2 separate regions of the Callithrix jacchus genome follow, and region 1 is linked to region 2. Evidence: chromatin contacts called from public Hi-C data. All regions are on one chromosome and are shown on one strand. The core of a region is the stretch at or near the end of the contact, and the rest is flanking DNA. Distances in the headings are between cores, read along the strand shown.

What was found. A called contact is a pair of places that touch in the nucleus more often than the background predicts.
Region 1: a contact with region 2 is called in a Hi-C map of skeletal muscle, with 4 times the contacts expected there. The contact joins two enhancer-like sites. A contact is called at or near these places in 2 of 3 Hi-C or Micro-C datasets (both in skeletal muscle).

Annotation. Positions count from the first base shown.
Region 1 is chr4:141,231,849-141,238,618 of calJac240_pri, reverse strand. No RefSeq gene overlaps it. Among named protein-coding and RNA genes, the nearest start is that of SGK1, 210 kb to the right of the region's middle. Within about 2 kb of position 4,153, at least 10 of the 16 cell types and tissues checked have an H3K27ac peak or open chromatin away from gene starts, as enhancers often do. A contact at or near this core is called in skeletal muscle, where this site is marked.
Region 2 is chr4:140,870,510-140,876,919 of calJac240_pri, reverse strand. SGK1 (serum/glucocorticoid regulated kinase 1) reads left to right here. Exons shown (of 14, transcript XM_078370808.1): 4 at 541-616; 5 at 1,037-1,112; 6 at 1,554-1,658; 7 at 1,880-1,963; 8 at 2,083-2,214; 9 at 2,465-2,577; 10 at 2,921-3,044; 11 at 3,495-3,590; 12 at 4,000-4,155; 13 at 4,263-4,352; 14 at 4,743-5,950. The coding sequence ends at 4,910. Among named protein-coding and RNA genes, the nearest start is that of SLC2A12, 130 kb to the right of the region's middle. Within about 2 kb of position 2,524, at least 7 of the 16 cell types and tissues checked have an H3K27ac peak or open chromatin away from gene starts, as enhancers often do. A contact at or near this core is called in skeletal muscle, where this site is marked.

The DNA of each region.
Region 1 (6,770 bases), core at 2,904-5,403, 360 kb before region 2:
GCCATGTAACCAAGAGTCAGAGGCTGAAGTTTTGCTGCTGGAAACCAAGGAATGCCTGGGGCTACCAGAAGGTGGAGAACAGCAAGGCTCCTTTCCTACAGGCTTGGGAGGGAGCATGGCGGGGCCAACGGGCAATTCCCTTTTCAAATGCTGAGGGCTGACACTCTACTCTCTCAACCAGGGGCTAAATACTTGGCTTAAAAATGAAACGAACAAGATTTTTGTAATAAAAACTGGCTGTATTAGCAAATGAAATAAAATGTATCGTTCTATTGAAGTTCTCTAGTTGAGCTTGAAATAATACTGCAACAAATTCATCAGAAGTACTTGTAGGAGAAGGATTCTTACCATGATTTTGTGCTCCCGGCCACTGTAAATTTGCAAGTTTAAGGAAGAATCATTCAATAATTTTCAAATACTTTCCTACCATGGCTTTTTTTTTTTTTGGAACATACCTCTGGGGCACTGTGAAGAATCTGATAGTTGAACCAAAGCCAATTCCAATATTTATGGAAAAATTTACACAACACTTCCAGGTGGGCAGATTCAAAGACGGGATGAATCATGGCCCAGTGCCATGGTTCCTGGCTATAATCCTAGCACTTTGGGAGGCTGAGGCAGGGGGACTACTTAAGACCAGGAATTCAAGACAAGCCTGCACAACGTAGTAAGACCCTGTCTCTAAAAAAAACTTAAAAATTAGCCAGGTGTGGTGGTCTGCACCTGTTGTCTCAAATACTCAGGAGGCTGAGGTGGGAGGATCACTTGAGCCCAGGAGTTTGAGGTTATAGGAAGCTATGATCATGCATCACTGCACACTAGCCTGGGTGACAGAGTGAGACCCTGTGACCTCCTTCCCCCTGAAAAACAACAACAAACAAACAGACACCAGGATGAATCAGTGTCAAAATGATGAAGAAAAGTATTCTAGAGTTTTAATTCCCAAGGCCTGCATGACCAAAATGGTAAGAGCTCAGAGGATCTAAATTCAAAATGTATGAATTATTAGAATTGGTCTTTAGTAATTACATTTTAAAAATGTGAAATCACTTGAAAATTGATCATATATGTGTATATATGTACGTGCGTGTGTGTGACCTGAAACATTTCATTATGAGATCTTTTATCAGGCTACTCTAGCAAGTCCTTCAGTTTCCTCATAAATGTCGCCTCATAAATCAGTAAACGTCTTCATTTTTTCCTTGATAACGTAAGAGCAATTTCTTTAGAAGTCATATACTGTCCTGTAACTGCCGTTTTCTCTTTGTTTCATCTGCACACAATACATAGAATTCAGCACAAAGAAGCAAATGGATGTCCCCAAAACAAAGAGCACACTTTGCAAGAGAATTACGTGCAGGGTCTGAGAGCATTTCCTGTCCCATAGATAGGAAGCATTCGCATCATGGTTTGTCATCTGCGCTGTCGCGGTCGGGCCCAGTGTCTCCTAACTTCCTGAAATATAACCAAACTAAGCAGAACAATACAAGTGACAAGTTCTCTGCGTTTTGGAATTCCAAACTCCTATGACTGAAACATTAAATCTTTCAACCCTACTGGCTCATGTGCATTCCAAAATTAACAGTGTTTTTGTAATGGTTTGTTTTTAAAATATAATGCTGCAATATATATTCCATGTATTATAACAATTTATTTTAAACATTATTCCAAAATTCTGCTAATCTTTGGGTCAAGAGAAAAATACTGGCTTATTAAAATTAACTTTTCCTTTTACTCTTTGAAATGACTTGAACAAAATTAATTCTCCCTTGACTATTCATTAGGCTTCAGGTGTGGGCAGATGACAGAGAAATATATAATATAAAAACAATCCTTAGTTTATTCTGTAAATTTATCTTTCTTGCCCTTCAAGTGTACTTGATGGTCCAGTGGTTTCCAACTCTGACACAAAATTTTCATTTTCCTTTATAAGAAATCATCTTGTATAAAGAAGGGTCATATTTTATCAGCATCCTTACCAAAAACACATCACCATCATCACTTTTCAATTTGTAGAAAATCCAGTATTATCTGCCAAGTTGGCAAGATACCAAAAGAGCTTGGATTGTTTTTTTTGTTTGTTTGTTTTTTATTGAGATGGAGTTGCACTCTTGTTACCCAGGCTAGAGTGCAATGGCGTGATCTCGGCTCACCGCAACCTCCCCCTCCTGGGTTCAGCCAATTCTCCTGCCTCGGCCTCCTGAGCAGCTGGGATTACAGGCACGCGCCACCATGCCCAGCTAATTTTTTGTATTTTAGTAGAGATGGGGTTTCACCATGTTGACCAGGATGGTCTCGATCTTTTGACCTCGTGATCCACCTGCCTCGGCCTCCCAAAGTGCTGGGATTACAGGCGTGAGCCACCGCACCTGGTCGAGCTTGGATTGTTTTAAGGGAATAGGTGGTTCAGTTCTGGATGAGTTTGGGAAGTTCATGGTCGGGTCTGGGGAGAACTTCTATGTCATAAACCTCCACATCAGATAGGTTAATAGAGTAATAGAATTGTGTAGGTACAGAGACAAGATGAAACCAACTGATACCTCTGTTTTTCTTTCTTTTTTTTTTTTTTTGAGACAGAGTCTTTCTCTGTCCCATAGGCTGGAGGGCAACGGTGCAATCTCGGCTCACTGCTGCAACCTCCACCTCCTGCGTTCAGGTGATTCTCCTGCTTTAGCCTCCCAAGTAGCTGGGACTACAGGCACCTGCCACCATGCCTGGCTAATGCTTGTGTTTTTGATAGAGATGGGGTTTCACCACATTGGCCAGGCTGATCTCAAACCCCTGATCTTGTAATCTGCCCACCTCTACTTTCCAAAGTGCTGGGATTACAGGCATAAGCCATCATGCCCAGCCCACCTCTGCCTTTCGAAACAAGAGAATGCTCCTTCTAGGGTGCCCTTGGGAATGTGCAGCCATGAGTTAGATGTGCCTGGAGTAAAGGCAACAAATAAGACTGTGAGATGGGATGAGGTGAGTGTGAGTGAGTGCATGGAAAGAGGTTTAGGTCGTACATAATATCTATGTTTGAAATATCAAAAGAAACTCAGATTATGTAAACAAGTGCAGGTTTTTTCATAAAACTTTAGGGAAAAACTTATTTTCTGTTTAGAGCAAGCATTCAGACCTGTAGAGAGGAGTACAAATTCATTCAGCCCAGAAGAAATGATTAAGGAGAGTTATCTGATCCAAGGCTTTCATTATGCTGCAAGGAAACAGAAGTGATTTACCAGCCCACTAGAATCTTGGCTTTCTGACTGCCAGGCCTCAGCTCCAATTTATTGCTCTTTAAGGAAAGAGGAAATGCAGAATTAACTTCTATTAAATTTCATCCATGGGCCAGACAGGATGACAACTGCCAGGCACAGTCATCCTCACAAGCAGTGGTTAGCAGCTCAGGCTCCCAGGCACACTACTTCAGTAGGAAATTGGTTCCACCTCTTACCTGTGTGACTTTCGACAGGTCATTTTAAAGTCAACAGATTCCTAGTGTCTTCACTATAAAATGAGGATCAGAAATGAAACTTCTTTACTGACAAGAATTATATGAGACAATCTTTGCAAAAGACTTGATGGTGCTTGGCATATAAATGTTAGCTCAATGAAGATTGAATGAAAAAAAAAATCCTTTGTCTGTGGGAGGGATAAGGAAGATGCAGTGGGGATCGATTTTACGGCTGTTTTACAGATGAGAAAAATTGGGGTTGAATAATATTCACTAATTTGCCAGCAAGTTTCAAAACCAGAATGTGAAGTTGTGTCTGTTCGAAACTCCACTTCAGACTGTGTCTGCGACATTGCAATGCCTTCCTATGAGAGAGCAGAGAGCTGGAAAATCTGCCAAGGCCGTCCCCTTGGAGAGCTGGCTGCTGCACTCCCTGCACTCATGCTGAGTTCTGAAAGCCCTCTGGCAGCTCCCCAGCAATTCTAGCCATCTGCAAAGTTCTGAACTGGGTGCTGCCCAGGTGGCAGAAGTCAGTGAGAATATCCAGGCGACAGTGCAAATATGATTGTAGGCTGAAGTCTGGAATGTGACCTTGACTTCTTTTAGCCATTTCCGGGTCCGTTCTCAAGGGCAGATGCTGTGTGCTCTCTTTCCGCGGGGCTGATTTGCCCCATGCCCAACGCTGTAAGAGCTTGCTCTCTGTCTCAGCTGTGCCAGTAACGTGACCTTAGTTAGCTCACTTTACCTCTTCAAGGCAGGCTTAGGACAGATCCTCAAGCCACATCCCTGGCCAACAACTCGGATTCTACAGAGTGAGACACTGAAATATTTGTTTTTTTATGGTAACCTTTTCATTGATGTAAACTTTATATCAGAAAAAAAAATGTGCAAGCCCTATAAGTATACAGATTAATTTTCACAAAGTGAACACAGTCTCACATTAAATAACAAAGCAATTCAGCCCAGAAGACACCCTCTGGGCCCCCTACTAGGCATCAGTCTCCCAAGATAACCACTCTATTCTGACTTTTAACATCGTAGCTTACGTTTGCCAATTCTGAAATTTTAGATAAATGGAATCACACAGCATGTATTCTTTTGTACGTGGCTTCTCTCACTCAACAGTATTCTTGTGAAATTCATCCATGTTATTGCAGGTAGTTCTAGTTTGTTTTCATTGCTATAGAGTAAGGGTTCAATCTCCCATTTTATAAATAAAGTTTATTGAAACACTGCCAGGCTAATTTGTCTCAGTATTATCCACAGCTGCTTTCACACTACAATGGCAGAGTTTAGTTGTCACAGAGATCACATGGCTGGCAAGGTTACTATCTGGTCCTTTACAGAACAAAGTTTGGTGAACCCCACTCTTTGGTATCCAACCACATGACCCACCAACACTTCTTTCTTTATTCTATTCTTTATTCACTGATGGACATTCGGGTTGTTTCCAGTTTTGAGTTATCATAAGTAGTGCTGCTGACAAATTCTTGTAGTGTGTTTTGTTGACATTTCTGTTGGATTTATAGCATGTATATTTTTTAAAATCTTGGACCGATTCTAATGCCAAGTTTGGGAACTCCTGCTTTACAGATGTAATCTAACCCAAATGTTGAAATTGTCTTGCCCAAAGTCATGCAGAAAATCATTGGCAGACATGGGATTGATAACCAAGCCCTGTTCTTAGAACAATTCTGTTTCCACTGTGTTTCTATAGCTATTGTCTTGAGAACATTGTTAGAAAGCTCTTTATTTATCCAATGTCTTTCACAACTATGACTCTTTTCTAGTGTATTTGGCTGTACATTTCCAAGAACAGAAAACTCACTGCCTTACAATAATTTTAGAGATTATATATCACTTATAAATTATATATCACATTATAAATTAGTAAATTGATGTTTGAAGATGCTAATAATTCACTCAAAATAGACATTTTGAGCCTCCATGTTATTGCAGGTAGTTCTAGTTTGTTTTCATTGCTATAGAGTAAGGGTTCAATCTCCCATTTTATAAATAAAGTTTATTGAAACACTGCCAGGCTAATTTGTCTCAGTATTATCCACAGCTGCTTTCACACTACAATGGCAGAGTTTAGTTGTCACAGAGATCACATGGCTGGCAAGGTGCCATAACTTTTTTCCTGTACCACAAAATGACTTTGCACTTGCCTTTTTTCCTTTACAATTTGTACTACTTTGGTCAATTAACTTACTTAACTAGTATCTATTTAACCATTTAAACATTACCAAAGTGCTTGAAGTAAAACCTGTAGTCTCTCCTTCACCTTCCAACTGTAAAGCCTTTCTCCTAGGCAACTACTCTTAACAATTTATTTTTTGATCATTCATATATAAACATATAAAAATGCATGTAACTGCTATGAGTCCAAACTTGGATAAGGAAAAAATAAAATTTAATTTTTCTTTAACTCGAGTTAATATCTAGTTTGAGACTCCATGTCATCAGTTAAGACTCAATCTCAGTTAATTTGGAATACCCTCCCTTTCCCTATAGCTGTGCCTCATTTCAGAAGGGTTAATGTAATGCCAAGAATTTGGTATGTGTTGGGGCTGGGGGTTCAGCATGAGAAGCATCTAGACCTTGGTAACCATAGTGATACTGAGACATCCTTCCTCTTGTCTGGGCCTTGGTCACTGGCCCCCACAAATGCCCTGACCCATGCTGTCCAATGCTGTGAGGTCTGGTGGTTTCTGTGCCATGGTTGGGCCATGGCAATCTCTGCCAGGCTCACCATAAGGTCTGGCTCACCACAGCCATTCCTCCGTGGCAGCTTCCCTGTCCTCTGTCCTGAAATGGAGGTCCAGCTCTCTGGTTTGACTTATTTTTAATTTTTTGAGACAGTGTCATATAGGCTGGAGTGCAGTGGCACAATCTCAGCTCACTGCAACCTCTGCCTCCCAGGTTCAAGTGATTCTTGTGCTTCAGCCTCTCAGGTAGCTGGAACTACAGGTGTGCACCACCATACCTGGCTAATCTGTGCATTTTTAGTAGATAAGGGGCTTTATCATGTTGGCCAGGCTGATCTCAAACTGTTGACTTCAGGTGATCCACCTGCCTCAGCCTCCCAAAGCGCTGGGATTACAGGCATGACCTACCGCAGCCGGCCTGTCCTCTGGTTTTAGATCCCACCAGCCTAGCTGAAGTTTTCCACTTCCCCACACTCTATTTGCTGCTTTTGGCCCTTTCCATATCTAAAACAGGACTATAAGGCTCATTAGGCACCTTTCTTCTCTAGATACTTACTAATTTTCCAGTAGGCCAGGGTGCTGACCTCTTATAAGCTGATTTTCTTATGTATGAAGCA
Region 2 (6,410 bases), core at 1,275-3,774:
TCCCTTGCTCTCGCTTCGGGGGCCGATGGAGGCCGATAAGGGCCCCGCGCCAAGCCCTCCCCGGGCGGTCCTCCCGCCCCCACCCCCGCCCGGGGCTCGCCCTCTCAATGGGGACAGAACCGCCGGCCGCGGGCACCGACGCCACCGGCAAACCGGGAAGCGGTCGGGGCGGGGGAGGAGGGCGGGGACGTTTTAATGGTCGCGCAGGCCCCGCCCCGCGGTGGCGCCTCGCTTATAAGGCCAGGCGCGCATCTCAGCGCAGCAGACGCCTAGCAGGTCTCCGGGCGCTAACGTCCTTTGATTTCCCCGCGGTGGTGATGACGGTGAAAACCGAGGCTGCTAAGGGCACCCTCACTTACTCCAGGATGAGGGGCATGGTGGCAATTCTCATCGGTGAGTGCAGGAGTCAGGCGGGGGACTTCGGTTCCGGGAGACGCAAAGTGGACATTTTTTGAAAGTCCCAGATCAGATTAGTGTATGTGGCGCCGGACGTTATGAAGCCGTCTAAACGTTTCTTTATTTCTCTTCCTTAACCCACAGCTTTCATGAAGCAGAGGAGGATGGGCTTGAACGACTTTATTCAGAAGATTGCCAATAACTCCTATGCATGCAAACAGTAAGTTTGACGGGATTCGAGGAAATAAGAGTGACTAGTATAGTTGGAATTTGCCAGCAGTAAACACTTCTCACTGCGTTTATCGGGAAGGCGAAGACTTCTTCTGGGGTGGGGATCTCTTTTCTCCTTAAATTCTAATGTTTGACACATTTTAAACATTAAAGTTAATTTGCTGATTTGACCTGGAGATGTAAGATAAATGGTTCGTGTCTTCCAAATTCACGCCCTTTCTCCATGGACAACAGTCCTTATTTCTGTATTTAACGGGGTTTAGTATTTTCTTCTCAATGTATTGGTGTGTTTTCAGTTTAAACCCTGAATTATCCGGGTAGAAGTCAGTAGAGCCAGAAACTCACTAGTGATGTTAGTGTGCCCCCTAGTGGCGAGCTGGATTCTAAATCATCACTTTATTTCCTGCAGCCCTGAAGTTCAGTCCATCTTGAAAATCTCCCAACCTCAGGAGCCTGAGCTTATGAATGCCAACCCTTCTCCTCCAGTAAGTATTCTCTATGTGCAGTGCATCTGTGGAGAACTAAGGGAGCTCAGTTAGTATTCCTACACTGATGGATTAAAATAGCATTTCCAGAGATTAGTATTAAGGCAAGAATGCTTCATTACTTTATGGCATAACAAATGATAACAAACATTTAAGTATTGAGTTAGAGTATTATTTGATTGTATTTTTTTCTTGGGCATACTTTACTTCCAAGGTGGATTTTAAAAGGCATATTTTATTAAAATGTTTTATCTGTCTGAAACAACATGATTGTGTACAGTTTACATACTCATTTGAAATGGCTTGTGATACAGTTTTGAATGGGATGTACGGTCATTTGCCTCAGTCATTTGTAGATGTAGCATCTTCTACATTGTCTGTATTATACATGTCTTCCTTTAAAGCAATGCTATTAAAAAAAAAATCCTTCTGTTTTTCTAGCCAAGTCCTTCTCAGCAAATCAACCTTGGTCCTTCGTCCAATCCTCATGCTAAACCATCTGATTTCCACTTCCTGAAAGTGATTGGCAAGGGCAGTTTTGGAAAGGTAATTTCAAATCTGAAGATGTTTTGATATACTCCTTCATGCATTCATTTTACCTTCTCCCTGGATGAGGATAGGAAAATAATTTTTTTCTAAGACGAGGTTTCACCATGTTGGTCAGGCTGGTCTTGAGCTCCTGACCTCAGGTGATCCACCTGCCTTGGATTACAGGCATGAGCCACCATGCCTGGCCGAAGAATAATTTTTTAAAATTGAAATTTCAGGTTCTTCTAGCAAGACACAAGGCAGAAGAAGTGTTCTATGCTGTCAAAGTTTTACAGAAGAAAGCAATCCTGAAAAAGAAAGAGGTATGAGATGTGCTTGATGGGGTTGGCATTGGAGGTAGACACAACTTGAATAATCTTGACCTTGGAATTTTGGTGCCAAGTCGATATTTGCCACTAAATCTGAATTGGCGTTTTCCTAGGAGAAGCATATTATGTCAGAACGGAATGTTCTGTTGAAGAACGTGAAACACCCTTTCCTGGTGGGCCTTCACTTCTCTTTCCAGACTGCTGACAAATTGTACTTTGTCCTGGACTACATTAATGGTGGAGAGGTGAGCAGGGGGAATAGAAGTCAACTCTTAGTGTCTCTGCACAGCCTGCTTTGTTTTATGTTGAGAAGAAAGTTTTCAAAGCTACTTGGTGGGGGGAAAGTTACCAGAATTAGCGTTTCCTTCAACATGTCAGATTTAAATAGTTAATAGATTACTTGGGGGCTACTTTCTGCAGTTGTGCTTTTGCTGTGTATGTCAAAACTAATTAAATGCATTTGCAACCCAGACTGACTCTGTTTGTCTCCTGCAGTTGTTCTACCATCTCCAGCGGGAACGCTGCTTCCTGGAACCACGGGCTCGTTTCTATGCTGCTGAAATAGCCAGTGCCTTGGGCTACCTGCACTCACTGAACATCGTTTATAGGTAAGCCGGAGAGCTCTAAGGCTACCTGCTTGGTGTAAAGGAGACTGTAGCACTGGCTCTTTGATAGGACCTTAAAATAATCTATGTTTATGTGCAACTTGTTTGCCTAAAACCAGATCCCCTAGCATGTGAGCTGGCTTGACTTCATGCCACTGGGGAACCGGCCAAGTAGGATTGTGCCTAATCCAGAATAGATGAGCAGAACAAGGCCTCCCTTTTTTCTTCACTATAGAACTACAGTGAACCTAAAATGCTTCTAATACCTTTAGCAGTTACTTTACAGAGGATATCTTATTAAGTGAAATTAACTTGTGCAACGACTTCTGTCTTCACTTTTTTGCAGAGACTTAAAACCAGAGAATATTTTGCTAGATTCACAGGGACACATTGTCCTTACTGACTTTGGACTCTGCAAGGAGAACATTGAACACAACAGCACGACTTCTACCTTCTGTGGCACGCCGGAGGTAGGCGCAATTTGGTTTGGTGCCTATTTTACCCCCGCCTTCCAGGTGAGAGATGTGCAATCAATCATGTCTTTAACTCCCAAAAGAGTAGACTCCTCTCAAACTTCTTAGTACAATTCAATGCAAATAAAATGAATTTACTGTTTGATGTAGCATGAGAAATCCCAAGGCCCTTTGTGGCTTTACTGAAAACTAGCTGTAAGATCTGCATTCCAAAAGTTTTCTAAATCCCCAAGTAAGATATGTTGAGTGCCCAGCAGTTTCCTAAATATCAGTATACAAAGGTAGCCAATAAAGTCCACCCTCAAAAAGTCCAGGAGTTTTATCAGGTAATCTAAAGATATGTATCCTCCAAGCTGGCTCTGGGTCTCTCAGCCTTTTCAAACTAAACGTGTGGGTGTGGAATGCATTTGCAGGTTCTGAACTCCATTTCTCTGGTCTATCTTTCAGTATCTCGCACCTGAGGTGCTTCATAAGCAGCCTTATGACAGGACCGTGGACTGGTGGTGTCTGGGAGCCGTCTTGTATGAGATGCTTTATGGCCTGGTGAGTGGTGCAATGGGAATCATGAAACACCACCTGCTGTTTAGAATATTGTCTTAGCACAGCTCATGCTTGGCCATGTGTCTTACCCTTATCAGAAGGTTTATCAAAAGCAGCTGAGAGGCATATTGGTTAATTCTATTTCATAAGAATAATCACTTAATTAGTTATTCTGTGCATTTCACATTTCACTAGATAGGACCACACTTAACCTGTGTGGTGGTTAAAAAAACCTACCATTTATTATCTGTCCTCTCACCCTACACACACACCCATAATGGTTGCAAAGTAGACACTTAAATAGCAAGGGAAAAGAACACATCGAGGTGGGGGGAGTCTCAAATCCAGCAGCACATTTATTGCAGTTTACAGCTTTTTCTCTATGGGTAATATAATTTTCCCCTTCTTTCAGCCTCCTTTTTATAGCCGAAACACAGCTGAGATGTACGACAACATTCTGAACAAACCCCTCCAGTTGAAACCAAATATTACAAATTCCGCAAGGCACCTCCTGGAGAGCCTCCTGCAGAAGGACAGGACTAAGCGGCTCGGGGCCAAGGATGACTTTGTGAGTGATCTTTTCCTGCTCTCCTGGGCCGGCTGGGACAGGCACTGGACCTCCCTACCCTTACTGAATGCAACTGTCTAAATGAATCTTGGGTTTCTTACCAACAGATGGAGATTAAGAGTCATGTCTTCTTCTCCCTAATTAACTGGGATGATCTCATTAATAAGAAGATTACACCCCCTTTTAACCCAAATGTGGTGAGTATCTGTCTCTTTTCTAAGTATAGTGAAGCCAAAAGGTCATTTCTTTTAATTCAGAATTGCCTGGGGAGGGGAGGAAGGAATAAATTGGCAGATGTTTTCTCCATAAACCCATTATTTTACCTACAGAAAAAGTACATTTGTATGTCCCAACAAGGCTTCCATAATTTTTAAACAGATGTATCAATTAAAAGTATCAAAAGGCAAAAAGTGAGCATTAGTCTTCTGTTTAAAATGTGTGTAGCCTTTTGAGAGTTTGTGCTTGAAATGAGTAATTATGGAAGTCGATGTCAGGCTTAAATTTGGAATTTAAAGTCTGGCCATGATTGCCCCATTCTGTGTCCCGCATGAGTTCTTGACAACAGCGTTTTTTCCTTCCCGTCACAGAGCGGACCCAACGACCTGCGGCACTTTGACCCTGAGTTTACCGAAGAGCCTGTCCCCAACTCCATTGGCAAGTCCCCCGACAGCATCCTCGTCACAGCCAGCGTCAAGGAAGCTGCCGAGGCTTTCCTAGGCTTTTCCTACGCGCCTCCCACAGACTCCTTCCTCTGAACATGGTTAGGGTTTGGTTCTAAAGGATTTGATGTGTGTTTCTGAATGTTTTAGTTAGCCTTTTGGTGGAGCCGCCAGCCAACAGGACATCTTCTTACAAGAGAATTTGCACATCTCTGGAAGCTTAGCAATCTTATTGCACACTGTTTGCTGGAAGCTTTTCGAAGAGCACATCCTCCTCAGTGAGCTCATGAGGTTTTCATTTTTATTCTTCCTTCCAACGTGGTGCTATCTCTGAAACGAGCATTAGAGTGCCGCCTTAGGCAGACAGATGCAGGAGTTTTGTTAGAAAGAAGGCGGACGCTGTTCTCGGAACGGTCTCCTGCAGGTCTCTCTGGGCTGTGATGATGAATCTTATGAAATGTGCCTTTTCCGAAGAGATTGTGTTAGCTCCAAAGCTTTTCCTATCGCAGTGTTTCAGTTCTTTATTTTTTCCTTGTGGACATGCTGTGTGAACAGTCATGTGAGTGTGGTATGCCTGATCGCAGATGGATTGTGTTATAAGCATCAATGTGACACTTGCAGGACACGACAACGTGGGACATTGTTTGTTTCTTCCATATTTGGAAGATAAATTTATGTGTAGACTTCTTTTGTAAGATATGGTTAATAACTAAAATTTATTGAAATGGTCTTGCAATGACTTGTATTCAGATGCTTAAAGAAAGCATTGCTGCTACAAATATTTCTATTTTTAGAAAGGGTTTTTATGGACCAATGCCCCAGTTGTCAGTCAGAGCCGTTGGTGTATTTCATTGTTTAAAATGTCACCTGTAAAATGGGCATTATTTATGTTTTGTTTTGTTTTTTTTTTGGCATTCCTGGTGATTGTATGTATTGTATAAAGACAGTCTGTACATTGGGTTATAACACTAGTATATTTAAACTTACAGGCTTATTTGTAATGTAAACCACCATTTTAATGTACTGTAATTAACATGGTTATATAATATGTACAATCCTTTCTCCTATCACACAACTTTTTTGTGTGTGATAAACCGATTTTGGTTTGCAATAAAACCTTGAAAACTATTTACATATATTGTGTCCTGTGTTATTTTGTATGTTTTGGTGAAGGGGGCAATCATGGGTTAGTTTAAAATTGAGAACCATGAAAATCCTGCTGTAATTTCCAGCTTAGTGGTTTGCTCCCAGCAGCAGTGGTTTCTGACTCCAGGGGAGTATAGGACGGTCTTAAAGCCAACCTAGATTCCAGGCCTTTCCAGAAGCCTGTTATGGTGTCTGTCTGTCTTTGTAAATTCATTTAAAGACATCCTTTTCAATTTACTCATCTTGCAAGGATGGCTATGAAGTAATGCCTCCTGTATTTATTGCCCATCCTGTGAAGTTGGACTGTTTGTCCTGTCGTTTGTCTTGTCTTCAGTAATAGGTAATTCTTTCCAGAAATATTTGATATTTGAAAGCCTACTCTGGGCTGGGCTCTATTTTGAGTGAGTGCTTAGGACAAAGCAGGCAACTCTTTGCCCTAACAAAACCTAA